Linked DNA regions of Mus musculus: region 1 is linked to region 2. Evidence: chromatin contacts called from public Hi-C data. All regions are on one chromosome and are shown on one strand. The core of a region is the stretch at or near the end of the contact, and the rest is flanking DNA. Distances in the headings are between cores, read along the strand shown.

Region 1 (2,700 bases), core at 155-2,654, 650 kb after region 2:
AGTTTAACTTTTTAACAGTTGCTACACACCGGGGATCTACAAATGTCTTGGACTATGTTAGTTACCACTCTCAGACTCATGTGGCCTGTGGCCAACAGCTAGACCACACCTGTTAGACCTTATATTTGTTTTTTAAATTTTTAGTTAAACCTCAAACAGTGCTTTCTCTCACTTATCCTACCACGGTCTTACAAGGGTATCTGGAACAAGATACAGTATCCTTTAAGAAGGCTCCTTTGCCTGGGATGTTAAGTTACTTGTCTCACAGCTAATCCCCAGAAGTGCTGGAATGCAAATCTAATTTCAAGTTCGAAGAGCTCTCCACTGTGATGCCCGACCAAGTATCACCTGTGTGTATGTGGCTTAGCTTGTCACACCTTTATAGAATATAAAATAACCTGGATGAAAGGCAAACATTTATTCCAAACTCACCTTCATACTTAACAGGTACTTATCCGTGTGGTATTTCATTTCAGTCACATAACAGCCCTTTAAGGATTTCATATTCAAGATGAAGGATCTGGAACATTATAACAACTGAGTGATTTTTTTTCGCCCTCTCAAATGTGCATGGCTGAGAAATAACTGAGGAAAAAAAATTAAAGCTTAGTTTCAATTCCCTTTTTTTGAAAGATTTATTTTAATTTATGTGCATACAAACATGTGTGTGTGTGAGTGTATGTGTGAGTGTGTGTGTGTGTGCTTGCACCTACCCTTGTGTGCAGGGGCCCCTGGAGGCCAGAAGAGTAGGCTGGATGTCCTGGAGTTGGAGATGAATGTGAGTGCTCAACGTGGGTGCTAGCAACTAAGTTCTAGTCCTCTTCAAGTGGCTTGACATCCTGCTCCAGTCGCATCAATTTTCAGTTTTCTTTGGAACTTTGATACTCTCCACAAAGATTTAAAGATGGGAAATTTGATGAATAAGGCTGGGGCTGTGTGATTTGGAGAAGGAAAGGCTGCTGAGCTGCATGGTGGGTATCCCCTGTCTTAAAACGACTGAGATGGGATTCTAAGGCGCACGCATGCATGTGTGCATGTGTGTGTGTGTTATCCCTTAGGAAGGACATCTGAGCTTTAGAATATTGGTGTATACTACTATGAGGTCCCTGAGGACCTCCTTTCCTCAGAGAAGAAATACCACGTGTTCCAGGAAAACCAAAACTTTCAGACTCTCCAAACATGGTTAGTGAGTTGGTGCAGTGCAGTGGCTGGGTGCTCCGGGTCTTATATAATACAGAATTTTATCCAGCAGTAGAGAGCTCAGAAAGCTTTAGGTCTGTAAATGAAAGAACTGTATATCAGCAGGGGCCTTGGCTTGAGCTTTCCTGGCACGGTCATGGCTTCACCTGCAGGCCTGGAATCCTTCCAGAGGCTCTTTCCAGCTCATTGGCTCTGAGTGCTTGAATGTCTGCTCTTGTTCAGAATATGTCTCTCAGACTTCCCCACTGCGTGGCGAGGAATGACTCAGTGTGGGGGTGCAGAATATGTGTCTGTTTATCTGTCTCATAGCCAATGTGGAAAATTTTTTTGACATCTCATGCTTGTCTTCAAAAAAAAAAAAATGACTGCAAATTTGAACTTCCCTTCAGAATGTTTGTGCTGATGTTAAATTAAAATTCTATTGAAAATAGCTTATAAAAGAAAGAAAATCATGCTTCATGATCATCCTGTGGCATCCTGCCCTGTTCCTGGAGCAACCAGCCTCCTGTGCGGGAAGCACTGGACCACACTTCTTAAAGTTGTGAATGCTGATGTTCTCACCTTAATCCATTGGCGTTTTCCCCTGTGTAGTCAAGTGATACTGTTTCTCCATTTCCTCTAAGTCCTGGGTCAATGCAGGCACTGCATTGAGTGTCAAGGAGGATTTGTTGATTTCACAGCAGTAATAAATATTCAAGTCTCTTCCTGGTGATGTGTGTAGAATACTTTGTGGGTGCATTTTCTCGTACATCTAGAGAAGTAGCAATTATTAACACCTATGGAGCATTTACTATATTTAAATTATTTGTAAGTTTTAGATATGATTTTTTTTATCTTCATCATAATTCTGTAAGGTAGGGTTCTGTGATCATCTCTGCAGATGAAGAAATGTTATGATATGGATGTTACTAACAGGTTTATATAGTGAACAGATGGTAGAACAGGGTCTCCTGTTCAGACAGTTATTCCAGGACTGAGGTGTGCTTCTCTTCTGAGGCGTTGACAGCCATTGATCTGCAGCAGAGAGAATACCCTGAGAACGCTAAAGACTTTTATTTCCCGTAGCTGCTGTGTGAGTCTTCTTTGCCCCTTGGCACTTGACATGGGGCCTAAAGTCACAGACACAACCCTCTATGGGTGCACTCATCCTGACTCTGAGAGTACCAGTTAAATGGGAGGCCGAGTGGCTGAGAAGTAGGACCCCTCTGCCAGCCCAGGGCTGCCAAGGAAGCTTGGAGTCCTTCTTGAATGATGGGGTGTCTCTTTAGTTATCGGTTGCAGTTCAGGATGCAGGAAGAACAGGTCTGTGGGAGGCCAGACAAATGGCAACAAAAGGAATCCATTGTCAAGATTATCTATAGGGCACTATGGTCTAGTGGCCTATAGATTGTGCCAACTTCTATTTCTAAGCCTTCAGGAAGTCCCAGGGCCGGTACTGGTGACTTAGATTATCTGTGCCAGGCTAATTGACTTTGGCACAGGCACCCCTTTTTTTCTGGC
Region 2 (2,700 bases), core at 147-2,646:
GTTTTTGGAACTTATTGTAAGCTATATAAGACAAATTCTTTTTTTGTTGTTGTTGTTGTTTTATAGCCCTAGCTGTCCTGGAACTCACTCTGTAGACCAGGCTGGCCTCAAACTCAGAAATCCGCCTCACTCTGCCTCCCAAGTGCTAAGATTAAAGGCGTGCGCCACCACCGCCCGGCTTAAGACAAATTCTTGATCAAATAATAAATACAAAACTGCCATGTACTAAGCTAAATTTCCACACTTAAACAATTCATTTCGGCAAACAACAATACTAATTATTGAATTAATTGAAATCACTCCTCAGAATTCACTGTCTACTACCAAACAGCTTGGATCAATGTCTTCAGGTAATATATTAAGCTTCACGACTAGTCATTGTTTGTTTCAGTCCTTAAACGCATTACTAAAATAGCTAAAACATACCATTTACCACATGGAACACTTCTAAGTTATTGTTACACTCTACAGAAAACCTGAAGACAAAAGGCTAAGTTGTTATGAAAACCATTTCAGGCAATAAGGGAAATACTTCCTTACCTGATTATTTTCAGCTTAGAAATCTGACACATGCACTTTAAAAATTACTTTGCATTTCATAAAAATGACTTGTTCAGGAAGAGCAACAACTACGAATAACGAACACAATGACATCACTCACCTAAATAGGGAATGCAAGGAGTCATCTTTAAGCTGCTTATATAGTCTCTGAGTCTTTTGTAGTTATCTTCTTTACTCATTACATATTCTAGTTTTTCAAAGGTAGTTTTGTCTTTTCGACTTAATAACTAAAAAGCAAACAGAAAAGCCTAAGTTATTACAAGTTCCATCTCACTGTAACAAAGATCTGAATGAAAATTGTATTTACTATAAATCTAGACTTTAATTTCAAAATTATACTTTCCTTAATTTTACTGATAGGACATAAATAAAACAGATTCAGACATATTTATCACTCCAAGTATTTATAAATTCACCTTTATACAAACATAAATGAACTTAATAAGTGGTGAACTATAACACATTATTTATCTTTACTATTTTATGTAATTAAGCAATTTGTTGTTTTTATCTAATTTAAAATAATTATATGTATACAGTTAGCTCAAATACCCAAATATTTTCATTGACTGCCTCCTCAAAAGTCATTCTTTCATAAGCACTAAGAAACCCTCAAGTTTGTGGTGTTAAGTGACAACTTTTCTTGACAAGTCAAGTTGTAGCTGGTCTTAACAGGACCTGCCATCCTCCCATAGCCTTTTGCTTTTGCTGTTTTGTTTTGTTTTGTTTTAACTTCTGGCAACGAATTTTCTTCTTGACCAGAACATTATCATAGGTAGCATTATCACAAGATTGTTTCACGTGGCCTGAAGAGACAATATGTAGAACACGTCCTTTGAGATTACTGCAAATGATCAAAGAAGATAAGAGACAAGCAATCTTAGTGCCCACAACCTAACTGAAAGCTTCCGGATGTTTGTTTTGTTCTATTTTGTTATCATTCCAAAGACTGCATTTTTCTTTCTTTAAACCTCTGGAGATACTATTTTGTTACAACACAGTAACACTTGACTTTTTATTACATCTTAAAATACTGGCTCTTTGTGTACTATGCAAACACTTCACTAAGAAAATCCTCATCTAAGCGGGGCTTGTTGGCACACGCCTTTAATCCCAGCACTCGTGAGGCGGAGGCAGGTGGATTTCTGAGTTTGAGGCAAGCCTGGTCTACAAAGTGAGTTCCAGGACAGCCAGGGCTACACAGAGAAACCCTGTCTCGAAAAACCAAAAAAAAAAAAAAAAACTCACCTAATTCTCCTGTAAGGTTAACAGAAGTTTGTGTATTTACTTAGAGGTAGTGAAAACTGAAAGTCAAGCACATGGCTAGCAAGTAAAAGAATGCTGTTTGTCTCTTAGAGTTTCAAAGATTGGTTCTGATAATGGACCATTCTGACACCTAATCCATTAGTATTTTCCGGACTGTATGCAAATCTGTGGTCCATTTTCTTGATTGATGATTGATGTGGGTGGAGTGGAATGTGGCAGGAAGTCCTTAGTTGTCAAGAAACTAAGCCCAGCAAGCTGGCAAGCAGCATTTCTCCACGGCCTCTGCTTCGGTGGATGTCTCTAGATTTCCACCTTGGGTTCCCTCAGTAATGGAATGTGACCTGAAAACTGTACAATGACGTAAAATCTTTCCTCCCCATGATTCTGGTCATGGTGTTTTATCACAATAGTAAACACCCTAACACCAATTTATAATACTTTCCTTGTCCTGTGTCAGAGATCTATTTCTGGGTTCTGTTCAGATTTTCTTCTAGTATATAATGTAAAATTATTACCTATAGTTACTAGGCTTGTATCTTAAATCTCAAATATATTCTATAAAACTAAACTTTGAATCTACCCACAGAACAACAAACATCTTCCTATTACCCTGAAAACTGTCCACTCTGTTGCTGCAAGTTCAACCACAGTTCTACTTCTACTTTCTAATATGGCTGCAACCATAAGAATTCCTTTTCTGGTCAACTCACTCACCAACATTTGGGACTTCTTATCTTTTTGGTAGCAAGCAGCCTAGCAGGTGAGGTGATTCCTCAATGTGGCTTGGATTTGCTCTACCCTGAGTTGTAGTCTCTAAAAGCTCCACCATCACCTTCTGGAAATACTTAACACATAGACTTTGGAAGACATTTA

What was found. Hi-C and Micro-C count contacts between places; a contact is called where the count stands out from the background.
Region 1: a contact with region 2 is called in a Hi-C map of the G1E-ER4 cell line, with 9 times the contacts expected there. The contact joins two enhancer-like sites. A contact is called at or near these places in 2 of 39 promoter capture datasets (liver and trophoblast stem cells), 1 of 484 Hi-C or Micro-C datasets (the G1E-ER4 cell line) and 1 of 9 other capture datasets (macrophages).

Annotation. Positions count from the first base shown.
Region 1 is chr1:157,516,952-157,519,651 of GRCm38.p6, forward strand. It overlaps a transcript of Sec16b not described here. Among named protein-coding and RNA genes, the nearest start is that of Gm15486, 6.6 kb to the left of the region's middle. Within about 2 kb of position 1,405, at least 94 of the 459 cell types and tissues checked have an H3K27ac peak or open chromatin away from gene starts, as enhancers often do. A contact at or near this core is called in the G1E-ER4 cell line, where this site is marked.
Region 2 is chr1:156,868,780-156,871,479 of GRCm38.p6, forward strand. Ralgps2 (Ral GEF with PH domain and SH3 binding motif 2) reads right to left here. Exons shown (of 19, transcript NM_001159967.1): 8 at 662-788. Among named protein-coding and RNA genes, the nearest start is that of Angptl1, 31 kb to the left of the region's middle. Within about 2 kb of position 1,397, at least 3 of the 459 cell types and tissues checked have an H3K27ac peak or open chromatin away from gene starts, as enhancers often do. A contact at or near this core is called in the G1E-ER4 cell line, where this site is marked.